2 separate regions of the Sus scrofa genome follow, and region 1 is linked to region 2. A link is a contact called in public Hi-C data. All regions are on one chromosome and are shown on one strand. Each heading gives the region's core, a stretch centred on a gene start, on an enhancer-like site or on the middle of the called end of the contact. The rest is flanking DNA. Distances are from core to core; before and after follow the strand shown.

Evidence for each region. Hi-C and Micro-C count contacts between places; a contact is called where the count stands out from the background.
Region 1: a contact with region 2 is called in a Hi-C map of omental adipose tissue, with 2.3 times the contacts expected there. The contact joins two enhancer-like sites. A contact is called at or near these places in 1 of 5 promoter capture datasets (liver), 24 of 47 Hi-C or Micro-C datasets (adipocytes, alveolar macrophages, blood and 15 more) and 2 of 2 datasets of contacts at active chromatin or transcription factors (alveolar macrophages and skeletal muscle).

What each region holds. Positions count from the first base shown.
Region 1 is chr6:86,096,844-86,104,166 of Sscrofa11.1, reverse strand. MECR (mitochondrial trans-2-enoyl-CoA reductase) reads left to right here. Exons shown (of 10, transcript NM_001244082.1): 7 at 132-205; 8 at 2,498-2,558; 9 at 2,712-2,784; 10 at 4,158-4,518. The coding sequence ends at 4,318. Among named protein-coding and RNA genes, the nearest start is that of SRSF4, 7.9 kb to the right of the region's middle. Within about 2 kb of position 5,351, at least 8 of the 83 cell types and tissues checked have an H3K27ac peak or open chromatin away from gene starts, as enhancers often do. A contact at or near this core is called in omental adipose tissue, where this site is marked.
Region 2 is chr6:85,754,002-85,760,869 of Sscrofa11.1, reverse strand. It overlaps YTHDF2 (YTH domain-containing family protein 2), which reads right to left. Exons shown (of 7, transcript XM_005665152.3): 7 at 4,120-6,868. Among named protein-coding and RNA genes, the nearest start is that of OPRD1, 18 kb to the left of the region's middle. Within about 2 kb of position 4,794, at least 2 of the 83 cell types and tissues checked have an H3K27ac peak or open chromatin away from gene starts, as enhancers often do. A contact at or near this core is called in omental adipose tissue, where this site is marked.

The sequences.
Region 1 (7,323 bases), core at 4,102-6,601, 340 kb before region 2:
TGAAGAAAAGCCCCTTCCCAAGCCATAAACATCCTATTCCTTTCGCTCCCTCGTGACGCAGCCCTTGGACCAGGGAAGTGCTGTTTGTGGCAGAGGGGTAGCTCGCTCACTGCAGCTCCCATATTTTCCAGAATGTGCCCCAGCCGCGGCTTGCTCTCAACTGTGTTGGCGGGAAAAGCTCCACAGAGCTGCTGCGGCACTTGGCGTAAGTCCCCGGGCCCCACGGGTCCAGTGTGCTGGTGCCCTTCCAGGCTCTAGCCAGGAGGACCACTGGGTGACCAAGTCCCAATGGCCAAGGCCAAGGTCAGTCAGCATGACCCTGAGTAGGAAGATGGAACTCGGGCCATGTCCTAGTTATCTGGGCATGTCCTTTGTCAGCTTCCTCCTTCACAGAGACACCTGTCCAGCTTCGTCTTCCAAGGGGCCCCAGAAGCAGACTGCTGGGCGCTCTGGGATAGGGGAGCAGTTAGGGATTCATAACCTAGGGGCATTTGAAAAAGTCACTTAGTCCTAGCTTATTAGCTTCTAAAATTTTTATTAACTTTTAAAATTTTTATTAGCTTTTAAAAATAGATTCTAGGAGTTTCCTGGTGGCTCAGCATGTTAAGGATCCAGAGTTGTTACTGTTGCGGCACAGGTTTGATCCCTGGCCTGGGAACTTGTGTGTGCCATGGGTGTAGCAAAAAAAAAAAAAAAAAACAACTTTTTTTTGAATTGAAACAGACTCTAATGTTAGAGAGAACATCATACTCATATTATAAAACATCTCAAAAGCATATGAAAGTACAAAGGAAAAAGTAAGCACAAAACTTACCTATCGTTCCACAACGGTGGGGGATGCACACTGCCGACAGTGTCCTTCCGGTCTTTTTTCCTTTAAACTTCTTGAACTGAAGGGCACCGAAAAGGACACTTCCCAACCAAAGCACCAATGTTGTTAACTCTTATTTGCTAGCACTCACTGGCCACGGGGTACAGAGTACTCACTAGGTACAGAGACGGGGACTCTGAGGGAACCCTCTAGAACTCGCAGGCTGGATGGGAAGATGGGTCATGTGATCAAAGAGCGGTGGTAATGATCACTGGGCATTTACCATGTACCAGATCGTGCAGCATGCTTGACGTTCCCCTTCCACACCCCTCTGGGCGAGGGGCACCTCCCCATCCAGACAAAGCCCAGAGAGGGCTCCTAGCTTGCCTGGGTCACTGGGACTCCTGAGCGCACCTCTTCAGCCCTAGTGCAGCAGCCTCCAAGGCCAAGTGTGCTCCCCACGTCACTCGTGGGCGGAAGCCTTACCCAGTGGTTACAAGTGTAGGCATTACAGGCTGGGTCAAGTCTCAGCTCTGCTGCCTGCCAGCTGTGAACCTATGAAAAGTTAGGCAGTACACTAGAAACAACCCAGGCCTCAGTCTCTTTGTCAATAAAATGGAGGAGCTAAACCTTTTCTGCTCCAGAAGTTGAGCCCAAGGGGCTGTGAGGTCAGCACAAACCTCTCTGAACATAAGAGGTGGGCCCCAGCTTTCTCATCTGCAAAATCCGAGTCAGAAGATCCTCCCTTAGCATTACTCTGAGGATCCGCTGGTACGTGTAAAATGCTCGGGCCTGCGCCTGGCACAGAGTAAACACCCAATGAATGGTAGCTGTTCTGATTAGACCAAGTGTGGTGCGGATCCAGAGAGGCAGGGCTCGGTCTCCCCAGGAACTACTTTCTAGAGCAGGTGGCATGAAGGGAACTTAAGACCAAACTGCCCAACAGCCTCTTCCATTCTGTAGTTTACAGAGCCTCCCTCGTGTCGTCCAAAATATACTTCAGGTCATCCTTGATCCACAGGCTCCTAAAGGAGCCAGATATGCTGGGAGGGGAACGCAGGCTAAGTCAGACATGTGAGTCCAAGCTTATTCATCTTAAAAGGTCTAGGAGCCTCTCTCCTGTTTAACCACTGGGGTGGCTGTGGGTATCAGGCCACAGGTCCTGACAATTGCCATCGTCCCCTGCACTGTCCACACTATTCTTTAGCGGCAGAGCTATTGCATCTCACTGGGCCTTTGAGTGTGTACAGAAGACGACAGACGGTGTGGCCCACCATGGGCAGTGCCCAAGGTCACATCACTGCACGCACATACGTACACTTGTACACATACACACAACATACACATAGACACACATACGCACATGGCTGAACTTGGGTCCTGAGCTTGTATAGAGGGTTTTCATCAAAGCCTGACCAGGAGCTTAGATCAGTAGGCTCCCAACCCTGGCTGGACAGCCAGGTCCTCTGGAGGGGGTGTTTGCTTGTTCGTTTCCTGTTGTTTTTCATACAGATCCTCACCTCCTGATTCATTAGGGCTGGTCAGGCCTAGGAATCTGTATTTTTTTACTTCCAGGGGTTCTGAGAACAAGGTTTAGGAGGCAGGGGTGGAATGGAAGCACTGTAGCTCTTTCAAGACAGGCTCTGTCTCTACCTGCGACCACTCTGTTCTCTCTGGACTCTTCAGGCCTGGAGGAACCATGGTGACCTACGGGGGGATGGCCAAGCAGCCCGTCGTCGCCTCCGTGGTAAGCTGGTGGGGAGATATGCCTGGAGACAGGCTTGGACACCACACTGGTGCAAACTCAGGCAGTGCCCCACCCCTGGGAGGCATCAGAACCTCAAGCAGTGCCCTAAGTTCCTGGCCTTGGAGCCCCAGCATGTACTTCCTGTGTCCACAGAGCCTGCTCATTTTTAAAGATCTCAAACTTCGGGGCTTTTGGATGTCCCAGTGGAAGAAGGACCACAATCCAGGTAAGTGGATGATGGCCCCATTACCAAGAGTCACACAAGAGGCCAGTGCCTACTGCGGAAGTGACCGGCCACTCTGAGCCCTGGAGAGGTGATCAGATCCCCAACCTCACAATAGGATAAAGGAAAACAATCTCTGAACCCAGCTGCAGTCAGCAAATAGTTATTGGCTTAAAGTGGGCTAGGCCTTGGGGCGCCACACAGAACAAGCCAGTCCCTGCCTCCCGCCGGCAGCTGACGGTGGGGAAGCCCGCCGTGGAAGACAGCCGCATAGAGAGGACAAACTCTGGAACCACCATTACTGGCTACGGGTTCTACCAAGCCGAGTTGTGAGCCACAGGGCAAGGTACTGGACCTCTGCCTCGGTTTAAATGTCCCAGTTGTTCAAACAGTTGTTAGCCCTGTTTGACAGAGTAGGAAACTGAGGTTCAGAGTGGTTAAGTGCTGGCCCCAAGTCACCCCCACCTAAAGGATGCACAGCCAGGAGGTGAACAGCCAGTCTCTCTGGCTCCAGAACCTGAGCAGGCACACATTCTCCTCTCCTGGAGAACAGGCCCCAAGCTGAGCCTGAGGAATGACATGGAGTTGTCCCAGTCAGGGGGAGGCATGTGATGGCGTAAATGGGGTGTTTTGGGCAGAAAAATGAACATGTGCAAAAGCCTAGCACAGAGATGGGAAGCTGGACAGATAGGCGTGATAAGATTACGACAAGGACTATAAAATCCTCTTTAAGGAGCTCAGACTCTACCTTAAAGGGAAATGGAAAGCCACAGAAGCGTTTTAAGCAAGGGTTGTGACCGGATATGAATGTTGAATGAATTGATGTGTGTGAAAAAGCACTTCTCAGCCCCAGCCCTCGCTTCTCCTCTTCCTCCACCATACGGGGGTCCTGAGTGGGCGGCATGCCCTGGGAGGGCATGTGGGTGACCTCGACTGGTGAGGTTCCAAAGGAGGCCTGGGCTCTCGGAAAAAGCTCTTTTCTGCGAGCAGAGCTCATCTGTTCCACATCAGTTGGTGTGCCAGGCATCACCCACCCCTCCCTTGTGCCTCTTCTGGTTTCTCTGCCTCAAAGTGATCCTGCCCTCCCACACCATTCAGGACTCCCCGCTACACCCAGTCAGGTTCTGTGGGCCTGAGCCATCACAGCCACCATGCTGCCTGCTCATCAGCTCTGGGGGCTACTCTCTGTGCTTCTGTCCCCACCCTGGCCCTCACTATCCTGAACACAGGCAGGAACCAAGCTGCCCTGGCCAAGCCCTTGGGCTCTCGAAGCTTCCCTGGAGCTTGGTGCCAGCTCCTGCCCACAGGGGAGGCCCGTGTGTCATGGGCCCGCCAGCCTGTGGCTGCTCCCCTGTCTGACCTCCACCCTCCCACAGACCAGTTCAAGGAGCTGATCTTCACACTGTGCGACCTCATCCGCCGAGGCCAGCTCTCGGCCCCCGCCTGCTCCGAGGTCCCCCTGCAGGACTACCAGCGTGCCCTGGAGGCCTCCATGCAGCCCTTCGTGTCTTCAAAGCAGATTCTCACCATGTGGTGAGCCCAGAGGAGCCAGAGTTAAGTGGGAGGGGAGGCGGATCAGCAGGACCGGTTTCAGGCCCTCCCTTTGGGGCCCCCACCCTTTTGCAGGCTGCTCCTCTCCCTCCTGTCACTTCTGACTCAGAGAATCAGGAGGGCAGCCAGGGCTTTCCCAGGGCCAGCCTCAGGGTGTCTAATAAAGTCCAAATTTCCTAAAAACAAGCAAACACAAACCAGCAGAAGTCATCCCTGTCAAGAAGGCCGTCTCCCAGCACTAAGAAGCCGCCTGGCCTGCCCTCACCTCTCATCCAGCTGTCATTTCTGACCTCCCTGAAAGCAACGCCTGGGCAGGGCTGGCAGGTACAAAAGCCAGTCAGAGACTTTTGCCTCTCTGCCCTCAAGCCCTCCAAGCCCACAGAGCGGGATCTTCTGAAAAGGAAGGTCCGACTCGTTCTCAGGTGGTCTGCAGCTCAGGACGGGGCAGGGGGAAGATCAGCTCCACAAACGAGCAGGTGCCAGGCTGAGAAACCACAGAAACGGCCTCTCCTGTGGCCACACCATCCTCATGGAACGTCTGTTCTGACGGAGGAGGTAGAAGTTATACCGGTGGTTCTCAGCCTGAGGTCTTTTGCCCCCGGGGGACTTTCTGGCTGCCGTAATTGAGGGCGTGCTGCCGCTGTCTAGTGAGGAGAGGTCGCCGCCGAGCGCCCTTGTGCGGAGCGCAGCCTCCCTCCCGCCGCAGCGCCGCTGTTGAGAAGCCCCGCGTTGAAGCCCTGGTCCCGCGGTAATTACCGTAGCGGTTAGCGCGCTAAAGACGCGTGCGGTGCTTTGAGCTCATGACTAAGGCCTTGTCCTAGGCCTTCCTGAGTGAAGCTTGAAGCTGAGCCCTAAAAAATGAGTAGCTTTGTTCAAAGAGAAGAGTTTGACGCTGTGCCTCTTTGGTGTTTGCTTCGTGATCCCTCAGAGCAAAGCGCCAGAGAGGCGGGGACGTCTCCCTCATCACCTGGCTCTCTGTCCCTGCGCTCGGGAGCCTCGCTGGGGGAGTACTCACTGGGAGCCCGAGTGTGCCTGAGGCTGGGGCGACCCGGGCTGGCCCGAAAGCAGCCTGCCTGCTGCACAGTGTACTAACGCGGCCGCTGGCACGGAGGTGTTCAGACCTGAGGGTTTAAGGAAGCCTCCCAGAGGAGGTATGGTCACAGCCACCCTGGAAGGCCCCAAGCAAAGCCAGCAAACAGCATGCCGCAGAGTGGAGGCCCAAGAGAGCCTGACGGTGGGGGAACTGCCCCCAGGCGAGTACAGCCCCTGGCTAGGAGGTGGGGGGCATGCGAAGACTGAGATGGGGGCAGTGGGCAGAGTGGGCGGGCTCAGGACTTACCCTTGAGACAGAGGGGGCACTGAGGGATTTTAAGCAGTGGAGTGATGTGGGAACTGACTCTGAAGGCCAGAGGACTCTCGGGTTTTGTTGCGCACCGACCTATACACGGGACCCTGTGCAATCCTCTTGCCTTCAGGAGCATCTTGTTTGTCCTCTGGAGAAGAGGATTGATGTCACCCTGGGGCTGGGAAAGGGTTGCAGGTGCCCCCTGGATAAGATTTGTACACCCCCAGTTGCCCAAGTCCCTCCTGTCCTTTGTCCTCAAGGTTAGTGAGATGGATGGTTCATGCAGTTGATCAGTGTGGGCAAGTGCAAAAAGTCTGAGCGGGGAGGGGGTGGCTGCCCACAGGCTGCAGGAGTGAAAGTTAAGATTAGTTCTTCCAGGGCACCCCACAAGGTTGAGCTTAGGAGCTGGGAGGAGCCTGCAGCCGTGGAGAGCAGTGGGCCCCTAGTATAGGCTCAGGAGGCAGACGGGGAGGAAGATTCCTAGCACCGCTAGAGATCTTGTGGAGGGGTGTCCTGAGAACGGTACCTCTGGGGGGCGGCAGCTAGCATTTAGGCTGGCCTTTAAAGGATGATATTTTCACAGGCAGGGGAGGGGGACAAGCATTACTGATTAAGGGAAGGATTAAAGTTATACAGAGGACATTTATGTCAGAATCTTCTCGTTTTCCCCAGATACCATTCTCTTCGTAAGAATTAAAACTGACAACTTCTAGGTGGGCATGTGGTAGCTGGCACAAACAGTCTCCCTGCCTCCTTGCAGCTGATAAGGTCTGTCCTATGTGATGTAAGCAGAGGTGGCAGGTGGCAGTTTCTTAGGAACCTCTTTAAAATAAAACTGGCATCCATCCTATGCCTCTTTCTTCCCCTTTCACTTCCTCCTGACTGAGATGCAAACATGATTCCTGGAATCTGCATGGCCGTCTTTGACCATGTTGAGAACGGACAGCAGCAAGATCAAAGGGGCCTGGGTTCCTGACACCCAGAGGCCAACTGTCCACCTTAGGACTTGAGATGAGAAAACGAGCTTCTGTGTTATTTAAGCCCTTAGTGCTTGGGCTTTCTCTGAGTCTAATCATAACTGATAAATATGCTATGATTTAATTTATATTGAAATCATGTCAATCATCTGAAGCTGAAAATTTCACAAAAATCACAATCTGAATTGTGGCAGGTTGTGATTCCCAGCTAAGGAATTTGGACTATATCCTTTTGGCAGTAGGGAACAAAAGATTTCTGAGCCAGAAGATCCCTCTTAGAAAAATCCCTCTAGCATCAGCAAAAGGTGAAAGCATTCACTGTCAGAAGATCTATGTATGTTAAGGAAGTTTTCTAGGCAGAAGGAAACTATCAGATAAAAAGATGATTCTGCACAAAAGAGTGACAAGCAACAGAAGTGGTGTGTACATATATATGTATATATATGTAAATATAAAAAAACATTTTTCTCATTTTAATCTTTTTAATTGATCACAGACTGTGTAAAGCAAAACTAATAGCAGTGTATTGTGTGATTTATAACACAAGGAATTTAAATTAGTGAAGTAACCAGACCAAGGCCAGGAAGAAGGTGATGGATATTTACAGTTGTATGATTCTCATACTATATACACGGAGTGCTATAATATTTGAAGCTAGACTGGCATAAA
Region 2 (6,868 bases), core at 3,545-6,044:
GCCTGGGAACTTTAGTATGCTGCCAATGAGGCAAAATAAAAAAATAAAATCATCCTCAAATAGTCTAAAAGAGCAAATCCAAATGAAAAGCCTGGGTCCTTTCATTCTAATATATTGAGATCATGACATGAGCCAGGCATAGTGCCAAGCACTGGCGAACACAGCAGACCTGGTTTTTAGGCTCATGGAGCCTCTGGTCCAGCAAGGGAAACAGATGTGAGTAATGAAGGCAAGTCAGGATCCTGGGATCTATAACAGGAGTCCTAACTGCCCCTGGAGAGCTTCAGAGAGGAAATGACATTTAATTTTGACCTGAATGGTGTGCTGGAGTTAGCAGCAGAGGGGAGTAGAGTGTATGCGTTGGAGGAGGGAGTTCGGGCAGCGGGAGCATCATGCGAAATCAGCCTGATGCGGGAAGAGAGAGCTCAGGAAGGGTATGAGGGCAGAGACACCTTGTTTACACTTAAGCACCTTGTACCACGCGTGGCACAACGGAGGCACTCTATAAATGCCTGGTTGCTTAAATAAATGAAATTCCTACTGGCTGAAGTAGAGTGGGGAAAAAACCAGCACGAGACAGAGCCTGAGAGGTAGGTACCAGCCAGATCATACAAAGTCTTGAAGGTCACGGTTAAAGGGCTGCAATTTTATATAAGGGAAATGGGATGGTATTTGAAGAATGTTGAGTCCTGGCATGATCTTATTTGCCTTTTTAAAAGGTCACTTTGGCAACTGAGGAGAGAATGGCCTGCAAAAGGGGCAGCTCGAGATAATGGTAGTGTTGAGAATGGAGGGCAGTGGAAAGATTCGGGAGACAGTGAGGGGGTGGAATGATCAGGACCTGAGTCAAGGATGAGTCACACACACAGGCTGCTGGCTGAAGCAACAGACTGGGTGATGCGGGCATTCACCAGGATAGGGGAATAGGTGGGGAAGATGGGGAGTTTTTATACATGTTGAGATTAAGATGCCCACAAAACATCCAAGTGAAAAAGTCAAGTAGGCTGTTGGGTGTGTGGGCTGGAGTGCAGAGGAGAGCCACCGAGGAAACTCCAAGGACGTTTGACATCTAGGTGGTAGTTGAAACCACAAGGAAAAATGAGATCCCCAGAGTTCTGGTCATAGCTCAGCAGAAATGAATCTGACTAGTATCCATGAGGATGCAGGTTTGATCCCTGGCCTCATTCAGTAGGTTAAGGATCCGGTGTTGCCATGAGCTGTGGTGTACGTCGCAGATGTGACTCAGATCTGGCGTAGCTGTGGCTATGGCATAGGCTAGCAGCTGTAGCTCCAATTAGACCCCTAGCCTGGGAACCTCCATGTGCCATGGGTGCAGCCCTAAAAAGACAAAAAAAAAACAAAACGGAGGGGGAATGAGATCACACAGGAAAAGGATAAAGTAAGAGGCTAGGGCTTAGAACTCAACCTTAAACAGCTGCAGAGAGGAATGGAAGAAAGCAGCTGATGAAGCCAAGAAGAGGAGAGGGGCTAGCAGTAAACTGGAGAGCCCAGGGTCACACAAGTAAGATGGAAAGTGTTTCGATAAAGAAGAAGCCTTCTGAATTAAAAATGAGCTTTGAAATGTTTCCAGTGGATTTATCAATATGGAAGTGATGGATGACATCACTGCTATAAATATGTAAGTGATGGTTACTATCATCTCAGCTCTAAGGAAGGAGGCTATGTTCTAGGGACAGGGCTTGGGAATCCTCTCAGAAGGAAAGCTCTAGGTAACAGGGACCTCAGAGGCTATTGCAGTCCTTTCCTTTTTGGGTCAGGATTTCTTATCTTTGGAGGAAGGAAAAGCTGTCTGTAAAGAGCTTCAGACACAGGAAGAAAGAATCTTGGAAAACACATTCTGGTTTTTTTGGGGGGTTTTTTGTTTGTTTTGTTTTGTCTTTTTGCCTTTTCTAGGGCCACTCTCGCAGCATATGGAGGTTCCCAGGCTAGGGGTCCAATCGGGAGCTGCAGCCACCAGCCTACGCCAGAGCCATAGCAACGCAGGATCCAAGACGCATCTGGAACCTACACTACAGCTCACGGCAACGCCGGATCCTTAACCCACTAAGCAAGGCCAGGGACCGAACCGGCCACCTCATGACTCCTAGTCAGATTCGTTAACCACTGCGCCACAATGGGAACTCTGGAAAACACATTCTTAAAGTATCAGCAAGTATATGTGATTTAGCAAAGAAACTACCAGAGTCCCAGGAGTCATTCATTCAGTAACGCATTTATTAATGTTAAATCTAATATTTACCTGACACATAAATCTCAATCCTTTGACTATTTCTTGAGCTGCTACTGTAGGTGTTGCATTAATTCCATAAGTCTTTTGTCCTTTCATCAAAAATGTAAACTCTCAGAGCAGAATGTTTTCTTTACCCCTTGATCTCCCCAAAATCTTGGACAATGCAGCCATTCTTGGTAATTCACCAGTCTCCAATTTCTCATGAATCCATCCCCTCTACCTAGAATGTCCTCCAACTGCATAAATCCTCCCCACTTTCAAGGCCCAGAGGAGATGTCACTTCCTCTGTGAACTTTCCCCAAATGCTTCAACCAGACTTAATCTTTCCTTCTCCGGATTCCTGAAGGCCAGAATAGCACTTGTCTTCTTATACAGTGTTGATTTCTGCTGTAGGCTTCTGTCTCCCTGGCCCAGCTGTGTCTCTTCTTATAAACCCTAGTGACTTGTAGAGCTGCTCAGTAAACTTGTCAAAAATCAGCTACACTTTCCCTTGGTCAAAATAGCACTCTGCACCCCAGACTGTTAAGTCTTGGGCTGAACTGACATCTCAGAAAATGATCCTCTAGTGCCACCTTCTGGTTATATGTGGTATTACAGCTCCCTCTTCCAGATGTTCAACTCAAATTTTATTCTTTTTTTTTTTTTTTTTTTTTTTTTTTTTTTTTTAAGGGCCGTACCCGTGGCATATGGAGGCTCCCAGGCTGGGGTCCAGCCAGAGCTGTAGCCGCCACCACAGCCACAGCAACACCAGATCCGAGCCGCTTCTACCACACCACACCACATACCACATACCATACCACAGTTCAATCCTTAACCCACTGAGCAAGGCCAGGGATTGAATCCACATCCTCATGGATACTGGTCAGATTCGTTTCCGCTGAACCATGACAGAAACTCCTCAAATTTTATTCTTTCACTTAACTCCTTGTCTCTTCTATCCCAGGATGTAAGTATACTGGTGAGCAAGACAGACAGTTCCTGACCTCAAAAAATTTAGAATCCAAGGAAGAAGACAATCTCAGAACTGGAGTGTGGTAGGTTTTGTGATCCCGAATGTTCTGAGGCCTCAGGAAAGGGGGCTGCTTTGCTTGTCCCTCAGGCTGCCATCTGCAGAGGCTGTGATGGGGCATGGTCCAAGCAGGACATTGTCCTCTTGTGTCCTCTTGGGCTCTCACTTGATAAGTGCATCTGTGCCAGGCAAATCAGTCACATTTCACCTGCCATACTCTCCCCGTCACATTTTTTTTAAGCTTATCGATAACCACAAAGGAAAAGCGTCCACCACACTGCAAAACAATTCGGTGTCTCTTTGGTTCCCTCTAAATGGCTGGTTCTAGAACCTGTGTTTCTTTTATTCTTTGAAGGCCTAAGATTAGAATCCAGTGTTAGAACAGGAAGAGACCTTCATTCTTTCATCCATTCATCCTGTAATTACTTACTGAGCCCTATTAAGTGCCAGGCATTGTGTTAAGTGCTGAGGACATAATAGGGAATGAAGGAGTTCCCGTCGTGGCACAGTGGTTAACGAATCCGACTAGGAACCATGAGGTTGCGGGTTCGGTCCCTGCCCTTGCTCAGTGGGTTAACGATCCAGCGTTGCCGTGAGCTGTGGTGTAGGTTGCAGTCGCGGCTCGGATCCCGAGTTGCTGTGGCTCTGGCGTAGGCCGGTGGCTGCAGCTCTGATTAGACCCCTAGCCTGGGAACCTCCATATGCTGCGGGAGCGGCCCAAGAAATAGCAACAACAACAAAAATAATAATAATAATAATAGGGAATGAAAAAAGACATGGTACACACTGTCAGAATGTTTATGTTCTCTTTGGGGAGGTAGGAAAACAAAGCAAGTTACACAATTTTTAAATATTTACTTATTTATTTTTCATAGGTGGTACACTATATGATTCAAAATACAAAAAGGTGCACAGTGAAAAGCCCCCCACTCCTGCCCCTAGCCACCTAGTCCTCCTCATAAAGGCCAGCAATGTTATCAGTTTCTTCTGTGCCCATCCAGAGATAACATATGCATATACAAGCAAATATATTCTTCCCCCTCTATTATACAAATGGTGGTATTCTATACACTCTGGACTTCACCTTGGGATTTTTTTTTTCACTGAACAATATCTTAAATTGTTCTATATCAATACATAGATTTCTTTTTACAGTTGTATGGTATTCCATTTTGTGACTATTGCATGACTTAATGTTACATTGTGGTAAATGTCTCTATGGGAACAAAAAAATAAGTAGGGAGCTGAATTTTAAACTAATGAGGAAGAACTGGCTTTAGAAAAAGTGATCAGGAAAGGGAGCTTACACTCAGGAAAAGACCTTGAAGCTGAGTCCTAAAAAAATGAGAGGGAATCCACCAGGAGGACACAAGGAGGAAGAACTTGTAAGCAAAACAAAGGATTGCTTAGGCAGGAATGAGCTTGGCAAATCTGAGGGGCTGGACACCACTGTGGCTGGAACCAGATGAGGGAGGGAGCCCAGAGCCAGATGGTGAGAGGCCCTGCAGGCCACGGTGGGGAGCACAGGGGTGATTCTCAGCACAGTGGGAAGCTGCTGGAGGGTTTCAGAGAGAAACAGGCATGCTCTGAGTTACACCTTAGGCAGCTATGTGGAAGCTGGATTAAAGACAAGAGTGAAAGGAGGTAAGGAGGCTGATGCAATGGCCTGGCAGGAAGTGAATAGAGCACGGAGAGGAGGTAGCGCAGCAGGGATGAGAAACATTGACAGCATTGGGATTTATTTTGGAAGCAGAGTTGACAGGATTGGAGTGTTAACCTCATGGATCATTTAGTCCCAGTTCCCTCACTTCCCAGGCTGACCAAGACTGAGGACTTGCTTGCCACAGGTCACAGAGCTCCTGAGTAATAGATCGAGGCCTAGAATCCAAGGTTTCTAACTCCCAGGTCAGTGTTCTATCACTCTAGGAAAGCAGGAGTTGGAAATGGAGAATACAAACTGTATTTTAAAATTCTGCTAACCAGTAATTACCGATCCATTTGATTCTTAAAAGTTGTGTAATGGCTTTTTATCAGCTTTCTTGACTCCCCACTTCAAAGTAGAAAGAGACAGATCTTTGGGAATGGAATCTCAGGTCCACCTCTGCCTACGGGAAGCCCAGAGCAAGGGAGACAGGTGGTGTGGGAGGTGGGATAGCGAGTGCAAATAAGAGTCAGGGGAGACCTCACTGATAAGGTGATACCTGCTGGAAAAGGTAACTGGGCCTTGTAGATATGAGGGAAGTGTACTCCAGATGGAAGACCCAGCTAGCGTGAAGACCCTCTGAAAGGAACCTGGCATTTTGAAGGGTAGAAGGGAGGACAAGGTGGGTGGAGTAGATAAGAACAGTGGAGATGTAAGCAGGGAAAACAGTGAGGTGACAGTGGAAATGGGAGATCAGAAGACAAGAATTTGTGAGCCATCAAAGTCTTTGGCTTTTACTCTCAGATGGGAGCCAGGAGAAAGTCTGAGAAATGACAGGATCTGATGTACATTTTCACAGGATCCCTCTGTTACTGTGTGGAGGACAGACTGTAGGAAGCAAAGTGCAAGTAGAAACCAGCTAAGAGATTATGCCATCATCCAGGTGAGAGTTGGTGACTTGGCCGTAGATATGGCAAGAACTGGTCAACCAGTAAATACGATATAGGATGTGAGAAATATTACTCTCAGGATTTGGCCTGAGAAATGGGAGAGATGAATTCATTATAAGTGATGGGGCAGATGAGGAAGAGGTTTAGGTTTGCAAGTGTTGGGTTTGTGATGTTGGCGAGACATCGGTGGAGAGGTTGAGCTAGCGACTGAACATACCAGAGATCAGGAGATAGACCTGGACCGATTCTACATTTGGGAGTTGTTGGCACAAGGATGGTGTTTAAAGCCATAGGACTGGATGTAATCTAGTGAGTGTAGAGGGTCAAGGACTGAGCCTTGGGTCACTGTGGCATCAAGAGGATAAAAAGAAGAGGAGGAACCAGCCAAGGAGACTAAGAAGGAACAACAGGTAAAATAGGAGGAAAATCAGGAGGTATTCTGTGCTAGAATCCAAGTGAAGAAAGTGTATCAAGGGGATCCTGTACCATCTATAGGTCAAATAAGATGAGGGCTGAGAGAAAACCATGACTTGAAAAGATACATGTACTCCAATGTTCATTGCAGCACTATATACAACAGCCAAGACATGGAAACAACCTAAATGTCCATTGACAGAGGAGTGGATAAAGATGTGGTACATTTACACAATTGAATATTACTCAGCCATTAAAAGGAAAGAAATAATGGCATTTGCGGCAACATCGATGGACCTAGAAATCATCATGCTAAGTGAAATTAATCAGACATCACCAACATCAAATGCTATTCACTTACATGTGGAATCTAAAAAAAAGGACACAATGAACTTCTTTGCAGAACAGATACTGACTCACAGACTTTGAAAAACTTATGGTTTCCAAAGGAGACAGGTTGAGGGGTGGGGTGATGGGCTGGGGATTTGGGATGGAAATGCTATAAAATTGGGTTGTGATGATCGTTGTACAACTATAAATGTAATAAAATTCATTGAGTAACTTTTTTAAATGATACCAAAAAAATCTCCTTTCCTTGCTTA